2 separate regions of the Zea mays genome follow, and region 1 is linked to region 2. A link is a contact called in public Hi-C data. All regions are on one chromosome and are shown on one strand. Each heading gives the region's core, a stretch centred on a gene start, on an enhancer-like site or on the middle of the called end of the contact. The rest is flanking DNA. Distances are from core to core; before and after follow the strand shown. Region 1 holds the start of LOC103652531 (ABC transporter B family member 9). Region 2 holds the start of LOC100285402.

Region 1 (4,899 bases), core at 404-2,903, 370 kb after region 2:
AAGTATACTTCAAGCAACATGTAATTCATGGAGAAACGTGATGAAAGTTTGACCACATTTTTATGATTTTTGCTCAGGATCCGGATAGAAATCTGAGCAGAAAATATACTACTGCAACTGACAAACTTGATAGCGTGAATTGTGTCCCGTCTCAGAAGGCTTATCCTTGGACTGAGTTTCGGATCTTTGGTCAGGAAAAGATTCCAATTCTTTAGCAGTATGTGGTTAGTTATGCATCATATTAAAATGGCCACACATGGTCTCTTGTTAATATATTATGACAAGTTACAATAATGCAATCAACTGGTATAACCTACTACAAGTTACTGATTCGAGCATCGAGCTAATCTATTCCTGTTTCTAATTCACAAGGGTAGCTTTAAGAAAAGCGCATTGTAAAGCGACTACCATGTGAGAGAATGGGGGAAAAATCTACTTGCATGGACAAAAAAATCAAATGAGAAAAAAATATTCTGGCTAGTTGGTCCTTAAAAGTTGAGTTCAGTATTATTATCCAGCAGCGAAACAGTTCTATTTCCAGCCTTGTATTTTTTACAGTAAACTTGTGTCCCTGAATCCCCTGAAGACCCTGTTGTATTGTATTCCCTCAATACAAAAAAAGGATCAAGCTGCCAAACAAACCTTGCCAGGGCTTGCCGCCCTTTGATGGTTGCTCTTAAAAAAAATGAAACTAGACAAAAAAAATTGACGATAAGAAACTAGACAATTATTGGTACTGCATGACGGCATGAGTGCATGACTGAACTGAATCACTGATGATGACAACAAAAACGCCCCAAGAAGCAAGAAGGCGGAATGAAGGAATAGTGCAGGTGCAGTATTTGAATTTGAAACTGGGAAAATAAGGCGACAGTTGAATTGGAAGAGGAGTTTTCTTTTTTTGTTTTTTGAACGAAGAAGACGAACTGCGAAGAGAACGGGAGGACCAATGGCGCCAAAAGTCAAGATACGCCCTCCATAGTCCATACGTCGCTGTCCCTCCCCTGGGCAATGAAATGAACACACAAGCGGCGCAATTTCCATCTCGATCAGATCAGACTGCCCTGAGACGGAATCTGTCTGTCCTTGACCCAGCGAGGCAGCGACGTCCGTCTCCGGCCGCGGCGGGCGTACTTGTTATGGAGAATGGCACGCAGGCTAACTTGCTAGCTGGCGTCGCCGCAGGGCTGTTAACTCACCTGGTTAACGCGGTTGAGGACGTCGTCGATGGTGGCGTCGCCGAAGGCGTTGATGACCTGGCCGAAGATGACCGTCATGACGGGCTGCGAGACGCCGTTGGCCAGCGCCCCCACCGTGCCGAGGAGCATGAGCAGCACGTCCGTGCCGTCGGCGTACCGGAACAGCCCCGTGAACGGCACCTTCTTCCCGGCGTCGCCGCCGCCGTTCCCGCTCCCGCTCCCCACTTCCTTCTTGTCCACGCCATCCCTCCCTTTGGCGCCTCCCGCTGCGTCCATTGCTCGCGAGTTGCGACTTTGTGGGTGTGTACTGCGTACTACACGCCTGCCTCTGAGGGGGCGCCTGATTCTCTTGGCTCCGCCTACCAACGGTATTTATGGGGTTCGTTGGTCTTACAGGGGTGTGTGCCGTGTGCGGGGGCCGAAACCTGCGCATTAAGTTTAGTAGTCCGATGCACATAGATCCAGGGCCGGCTCTGGGTTTTTAGAGCACTAGGCCAATTTTAATGTTCAGACCCTTTTTTATCATCAATAATTAATTATAGTAGAATAGAAGGAAATAAGAATAGTAAAACAATGTTAAATCATGATGCCTCTCCCGCCTAGAGTCAGAGCCGACCTTGCATAGACCTTCAATGCAAATGATGCACATGTTAAATCATAGACGTTCGTTTTGAATCTAACGTTCTCTCGCACTACTCTTAATGTCTTGTATTTTTTTATAAAAAATATCATTCGCCACTTCGAGCCTAATGTGTATATAAGAGCATCTTCAACAGAAACTCTAAACAGAGTTGTATTTTAAAATATAGGACTCTAAGGCATGTTTGGCATAGCTCTACTCACTATAGAGTAGCTCCACTCAAAGACTCTATTTTGGGACAGCTTCAGGAAATTTGGTGGAGCAGGTAAATCATAGAGTTGGCGTTGTAAGCCTTTATAAAATATTTAGATAAGTTATTTTGTTTATTATTTAGATTAAAATATTTTTAAAATTATTTAATTAATATTATAAACTACACTCCACACTGGAGCTAGAACTTGGATCCATCCTAAACACCCCCTAAAACTCTAGGTTGAGCAGCTATGTTCCAAAGTTTAAATTATTTTCTCGTAACCGGTAGCAATGATGAATAAATAACTCCAAAGTCCACGTCTGGATTGCTTTTTTAGAGTTTTTTAGCACAAAAGAGATACTCCAAAAAACTTGTTCTATAGCTCTAAAAACTCTATGGAGTTTGCAACTCTAAAATTAGGATGTGTTATAGACTATTGTCAGCTCCACCTTAGAGCTTTGCTCCTCTCAGTTCCCAAATATAGTTACCCATGTCATGGAGCACTATTCTCGTTTTGTACATCATTTCTAACCTTTTAGTTCCTAAATAACATGATATGTTTTCTAATCACATGATATAGAACCAGTGGTTAAAATAGCGGGCTAAGGCATTTATCTTCGGCCTTTTTCAACAGCTAGAAAAGGATATATCCGGATATCGTTGTAGCTAAATGTTTTAGCGGTTTTCAGAATATATAGAACAATCGAGCAACATTACGTCTGTAATAAACTAATAACCAAAGCCAAAACTGTGAGATCCATGCTTAAATCCAATTGGCTCCTGTGTTCATGAATCGTGAACCTCGTCCAAAACTTAGCAATTCCGAGCGGTTGGTCAGACCATTACCATCACACGCATGTACTCACCATTGGAGGTTGTGGAGCACGTCGTAGCACGACAGCAGTTTACAGTGGAGCTCGCGCCACAGCCCAGCAATCAGTGGCGATGGCGGCTGGCGAGATCAGTGGCGCGGAGATGCCTCCCACGCCTGGCATTCTTGAGCTTTGCAGCCCGCGACGACGCCCACGACCTTGGCTTGGCGGCGGCGCACACCTATTTAGCCGCCTCGAGCTTTCCCCACTGAGAACGCCGCCGCTGCTCGAGAGTGGATCAGAGGATGAGTCTGGTCGGCTAGGGTTTTTAGTGCTTGGCGGCTGTTGTTTTTTGGGTCCAAATTCATTCGGCCGGATAGGCCCACATCTCTTGCTTGGTGGTTCCAAACCTGAATTTAGCGCGCTAAATAATACCTAGTTTAGTTGTTTTAGCCGGCTAATACCGGATATTAGCGTCTATATCTGTTTAGCGCTAAAATGTGAATATCTTATCCCCACCCTTCTCCAGCAGCTATATCCGGATATAGCGACGGTTATATCCAGCTATTTTAAACATTGTATAGAACTCAACTGTTGGAGTTGTAAATGTTTTTTTTTTGTGCTCAAAACACTTCAAATCAGGCCTGTTTTAATTTTTAGAACTAAATATATGACTTTTCGTTGGAGATACTCTGAAGTAGAGAGATACAAAATAACCTTAGATATAAAATAGATGACCATAATTTAATATATACATCATGGGCATCAAAGGCTTATATATGTTGATACGTTTTCTTACATGTTTGTTCGAGTTTGAGCTCCGAATTTAAGATTATGGTACCTCTAGGGAAACGAGAGAGCAAAAAGATTGAAGAGGCCTTGATACTCCATAAGGCCAACTTCAGCAACGTCGTGCATGTGGACGTATATAATATTATTTTGTACTGTAGATGTATAGTTTACAGAGTGAAGTTTGATATAAGAAGTAAGATAAAAGAGTGGAATAGGGAGACTGTTGGAGATAATCTAACCGTGTTTCGTAGCGCAAAGGTTCCGGCATGATTTCTTTCCTCTTTGACTAGCTATGCTATGCGTTATAACAAGCTTGGAAATTTAGGCCTACTCACATGAGACAGGACAACAGAATTTGACCTTCACGTCCGTGGAGTGCTCAGCGAGGCTGACATGGATGGCCCGCTTGCAGGTGTGTACGGTCAACGACAGTTATTAGCGCGTACAGAGCGGTACCCGAACAATGGGCACCTGTGCAGTGCACGTGGGATCCAGGCAGCCAGCAACTCGAGCCACGAGCTAATGACATGAGCAAGCCATTGCCCACTGGCTGGAGTAGCATCTAATTTAATAGTTAAGTACAGTAGTTAAAAAAATCGTGCTCTTGACGTCATCGCCGACGTTATCAGGTCAAAGTTAGCGAGGGTGTTACTGTTTTGGGGCTGGGCGCCCGCCCCCGTGCCTTGCTGGGTGCGAGCTGTCCGTGCGCGCGACGACTCAACAGAGTCAGACGCTGTGGGGGAGCGGCGCCGTACCCGACTACCAGTGCATGCACGTGGACATGATCACACATCAGGACGTGACATGACTACATGAGCAAGCGGGCACGCGGATCCGAGAAGATCTCCCGCGCGGACAGTGCACTTACACGGTGGAGATCGAGCGGGCGCTGCTGCGCCGTCCTTTCTAGTCCCCACCCTCCGGCGCGCGGCGAGGGAAGACGAGTGATCTGCCCTAGCTAGCTCATCCTCTCAAATCCATGCCTCCCTGAGTGACCTCCCGCGACGAGTCGCTGCCTCGCTGCACAGGATTACGTCTGGGACACCAATGGACTCCTGACGTCACACGGTCTCAGACTTTTATTCCAGCAATTTCCTCTATGTCTATCATATATATGTGTCATTTATAATCTCCTCTAAAAGATTTCATCCTTTATATCTCCTTCATCTTCAACATCATTCTCTAAATCACGCCATCTATACACAAATACCTATATCAGAGATATTTTATATTTTTTAACTTTTGTACATATGTATTTGTCGT
Region 2 (4,565 bases), core at 1,765-4,264:
ATATCTCATGCATGCTCATGCTCAACAGGGGATAAGATAAATTTATATTGGAAATAAACTGAAAGAAGCGCAGAGCCTCCAACGTGTTCACCTATTTTGGCACCACAATAAGTTCGTCACCACGCGGTACTCCATCATCTCCATGACCACCTGAACCAGCAACAACTGCAGAAGCACATGGAAAACACTCATTATTAAGTGAATACCAATCTACAATCTTCACAGCAGTTAGAGAAAGCTAGAGATACCTTCTGGGTCATCCCGTAACCAATCTTGTGCACACACTAATCCCTGAACCGTTGAAGGATCCATAGTACTGAGATACTCATTTAGTGTACGGGCTTCACTGTCCAAAGGGATGATAGATACAGGGATAGCTAAAATATCACGAGCCATTTGTGAAAGTACAGGATACTTGGCGGCAAAGGACTTCCACCATCCCAGAATGTCAAAATTATCCTGATTTCCTTCTTTTTGACGAAAAACTGCTTCCTCGAGATACATCTCCAAGTCAGACTTCAAGGATTGCCCTGATGAGGTCTCTTGTATATACTGATCAAGTCCCCGTCGAGCATCAGATAATGTGATACGCGAAAAGGTCTTAGAATCATCCCCATTGCTGTACACAGAGCCCATGCAAGAATTACTGTTTCTAGAGTAACAGAGAACAGATGGATTCTTCCATGAGTCTGATGACTGATGTTTATAATCATTATACAGATTGTGAAAGGTATTCTGGATGACATCTATCATTGTCTTTGCTGTAAATTGCTCATCAGAATAAATGAGCCGAAAAAAGTATTCGAGGGACTTCATCTTGTAACGGGGATCAAGAATAGATGCAAATGCCATTACAGGCCTAGTGAGATCCCAGTAACCTTCAAACTTAGAAAGCATCTGGCCAGCAACTTTGGCAACAACAGTAGATGGACTCTTGCACCAGGTTTTCAAAAGCACGTGGATCTCACACATCTCATTGAAATAGAGGTTTGCAGTTGGGTTTTCTACAGGAAACTTCTCCATAGCATGATAGACTACGTCCAGTATTTCAGTGAGGGCTTTCACATCAGCCCAGTCATTAGCAGACAGAAAAACATCATAATGACCTTCCTGTTCTGTCAGGCGCACAAACACATCTTGATAGTAGCATGCAGAGTCAAACATTAAGTACGTAGACGGCCAGTTATCAGGAGAATCAATAACTAGCAGCTTTTGATCCATACGCAATACCTTTGCAATATCCTGAAACTTTTGGAACCTTTCAAACTTGACATAGTTAATCATCTTGCGAACTCTATCAGTTATATCAGATGCCCGTTCCCAGCTTTCTTGGACAGTGAGATTTAGAATATGTGCACAAGAGCGTACTTGGAACAAATCCCCATTCAATAGAAGCCTCCGAGCCTGGAAAACTCTGTGAAGCTCTCTAGCAACAATTTCACCGCTGCTGCAGTTGTCTAGCACAACAGCAGCTAGCTTTCTGTCAATACCCCAACTATGCAACTTCTCTACAATGATATTAACCATCTGATCAAGTGTAAAAGGTGCCTCCATATGCACAAAGTTGAGAATTTTTTTCCTGACTTTCCACTCATCATTGGCATGATCAATGTAGTGGCAAGTCAAGCACATGTATTCCATCTGTGTATTTGACCGCCACATGTCAACTGATATGCTAACCCTGCAGGGGATCTTAAAGAGAACATCATGTAGCTTAAGTTTCTCACCTTCATATATTTCCATGCTATCAGCCCTCACTGTTTCATACGACACCATCCTAAACTGAGGCTGGAGGTTCTTAACAAACTTTTGGAAGCCCACATCATCCACAATCGAAAACCGGTAGCCATGCTGGACAATCATGTGCACAAGGTCTCGGCGGCTGAGTTCTTGATCAAAGTGTGTGCCCTCATTATCATTGTCCTCACCTGAGGCGTGACCCTCACCCGAGCGCCCATCGATGGAGGATTTGTTGTGGAGAATACGGCGCACAACAAGCTTCCGGCGCTTACCAGCACGCCGTGTGGAGGTGGTGGTGCAGATTGCGAGATGGTTGCGGAGGTGCGTTGTGCCTGACCGGCTAGTTGCCGTGAGCTGCTTCTTGCAGTGGTTACAGACAGCCACACAGTTACCATCGGCACGACGCTCCTTCGTGAAGTCCTGCCAAACTGCAGACCGCAGCTTGCGTGCCCGTGGGTTGTGAACCACAGGCGCAGGCACCACTGCATTGCTCACTGAGCCAGCAACGACCACTTCCATTGCTGTTGGCTCCAGCATGTTACCACGTACACTATCACCCACTGCAGTACATACAGAGATGCACATCATACATAACAGTACCAAAGGAAAAGCTCTCAGTTTCGTCTCTTTTTACCAGAAACGAAAGGGTAGCAGCAATCAAATACAGATTGCATATATCAAGTAACTTTCGTCACAAACTGGAAAGCAATCCGCCTTTCACCCATAACCAGACAAAAAGCTTGTCTAGCTCTCTCCAAACTCAGATTGCAAAGCGCTAATATGCTGAGCAAGCACATTGCACGAGCACTACCTAATGCCTCTGACCTCAGAGAGACACCATCCCCTTGCACATACCACCCGAAGTAGCAAATCCCCTTGCACATGACAAGCAGATCCCCAATCCCTCGTAACTACGGCACAATCAGCCGGAGGCCGGAGCGAGCAAGTGACCTGACATCCCCCGCCAAATCGAAACCCAGCGGGGTCCAGTCCCCACGCTCGAACAGTTAAACCCTAGGAAATCGTGCGTGAGATAGCTCGCAGAATGCGCCTTTTAGCTAGGGTTTATAACCCGGGTAAGCGGATCCGTTAAGAAGGAACAAACAGAAGGCGAGGAGAGGTGAGCGATGTGAAACTAACCTCTGCGGCGGCGGCGACCGGCGGCGAGCTGTGGTGGATCTGGGTCGGGGATGGCGACCCGCAACCCGATCCGGCGGGGGGCTTAGCAGTTCGGAGCCGGGAGAGAGCCAGCGTGGGTTGCGACTTGCGACCCATTCGGGCGTGCGGGAGTCGTTAGTTTTGTTGCGGCGGGTTTCGGGTCCGCGCCTACGCTAATGGACGGCCGAGATGCGATCCAGGCGAAGGCGACTGGCCGACTGTGCGGTGCGGACGTGCGGTACTGTACTACTGGTACGGGTGGTTTGCGGTTGGGGCTTTGGGCGCTGCCGCTGCGGCGGGTGAGCTGTGTGGAAAACGGAACCAGCCCCGTTGAGCGGTTTGGGTTGGATCGGATTCAACTGCATGGGAATGGGATGGATTTGGTTAGACGACCGGCATGCATCGGATCAAACCAATACAAAGGAAAGGAAAAGGAACGCAGGAATAGGAAAATTTAAAAAATAGAGAATGATGTTTGGAACACAGGAATCCTAAACTTAGAAAACTAGCATAATATAGGTCGTATGGTAACACAATTTTTTTTTATTTTGTCTGTCCAGGCTTCTCTCGTGAGTCGTGACAGGAGGAGCCAACACGCTGCTTAGCCTTAGCATGCTGCCTTCACGGGAAAGGAAACGTCCGGTTTGAGACAATGGTTACATGGCCTTCGTTTTTGAGAAAATTTTCCATAGGAATGAATTTCTGTGAAGTGGATAAACTCAATCCATATACATTGAAGTGGAAAATGAATCAGATTCCCACCTCAAAAACTTTCAATACGTATAAAGTGTCAGGTTTGCAAACAAGCTTTCGCACAGTTTCAAAGAGTATATATATATATATAGTTTAGGTATTAGAAGCTCTAGGTTTTTTATAACTAGAGGGAGCTATGGTCATACTATTCGGTCTGACTGACCTGTGATGTGCGTGGCGGAGATCCGAACCTCTGGAGGCCCAGCTGGGCGAGCCCGAGTGCTAGCCCAATTCACCCCAGGGTCACACCAAATTGCCAACCACCCTCATTCCAAACCCTAGTCGTCGCCAGCCTTGGAGCTCTCGGACGCGGCGGTTCCTCCTCCACTCCCCCTCGACTCCTCCATCCCCGACGCGGCGGCTCCATCCCCGACGCGGCTTACCCTTGCCGCTCCAGTGAAGGAGGTTGATATGCCCCTGATGGAGACCCGACAGCGGCCCTCGACGTTGTCGCCGCCGAACCCATGCTGGCCAGGAAGCACTGCTGTGAGACGCTCGACGCCCGCCTTCTGCGTGCTCGAGGAGGAGGCCACGGACGCCACGTGAGGTAATGAAGGATGAGGGGTAGCGTTCATAGGAAGATGGGTCGGCCATGAGGAGATCCCAACCAGCTTCACCCACATGACTTGCGTCCGCCTCCCCTCGTGCACCTCGCCATTCTTCCCCTCCCACACCTTGAGAAGCACTACAGATCTCACCTGCTCGTTCTTCTGCCCCAGGAACCGCTGGATCTAGGGGTACTACAACAGTTTGGTGGTGGTGGAGGAGGGCGACGACCACGGTATGAGTTGCGTTGATTCTAATTGTTCCTTTGCTGGATCCAAATTATACACTATAAGTATGTATTGTGATGATTCTGTGTTGTCTTAAAGAATAAACATCATATGAGTTGTCCCCAAATGGTAACCAAACTC

The links. A called contact is a pair of places that touch in the nucleus more often than the background predicts.
Region 1: a contact with region 2 is called in a Hi-C map of leaf, with 4 times the contacts expected there. The contact joins the promoter of LOC103652531 here to the promoter of LOC100285402 in region 2. A contact is called at or near these places in 4 of 25 Hi-C or Micro-C datasets (ear, leaf and tassel).

Annotation. Positions count from the first base shown.
Region 1 is chr3:211,280,315-211,285,213 of Zm-B73-REFERENCE-NAM-5.0, forward strand. It overlaps LOC103652531 (ABC transporter B family member 9), which reads right to left and starts at 1,654. Exons shown (of 12, transcript XM_020550506.3): 1 at 1,200-1,654. The coding sequence starts at 1,475.
Region 2 is chr3:210,911,072-210,915,636 of Zm-B73-REFERENCE-NAM-5.0, forward strand. LOC100285402 reads right to left here and starts at 3,015. Exons shown (of 3, transcript NM_001413487.1): 1 at 2,881-3,015; 2 at 249-2,300; 3 at 1-165. The coding sequence starts at 2,277. The coding sequence ends at 92.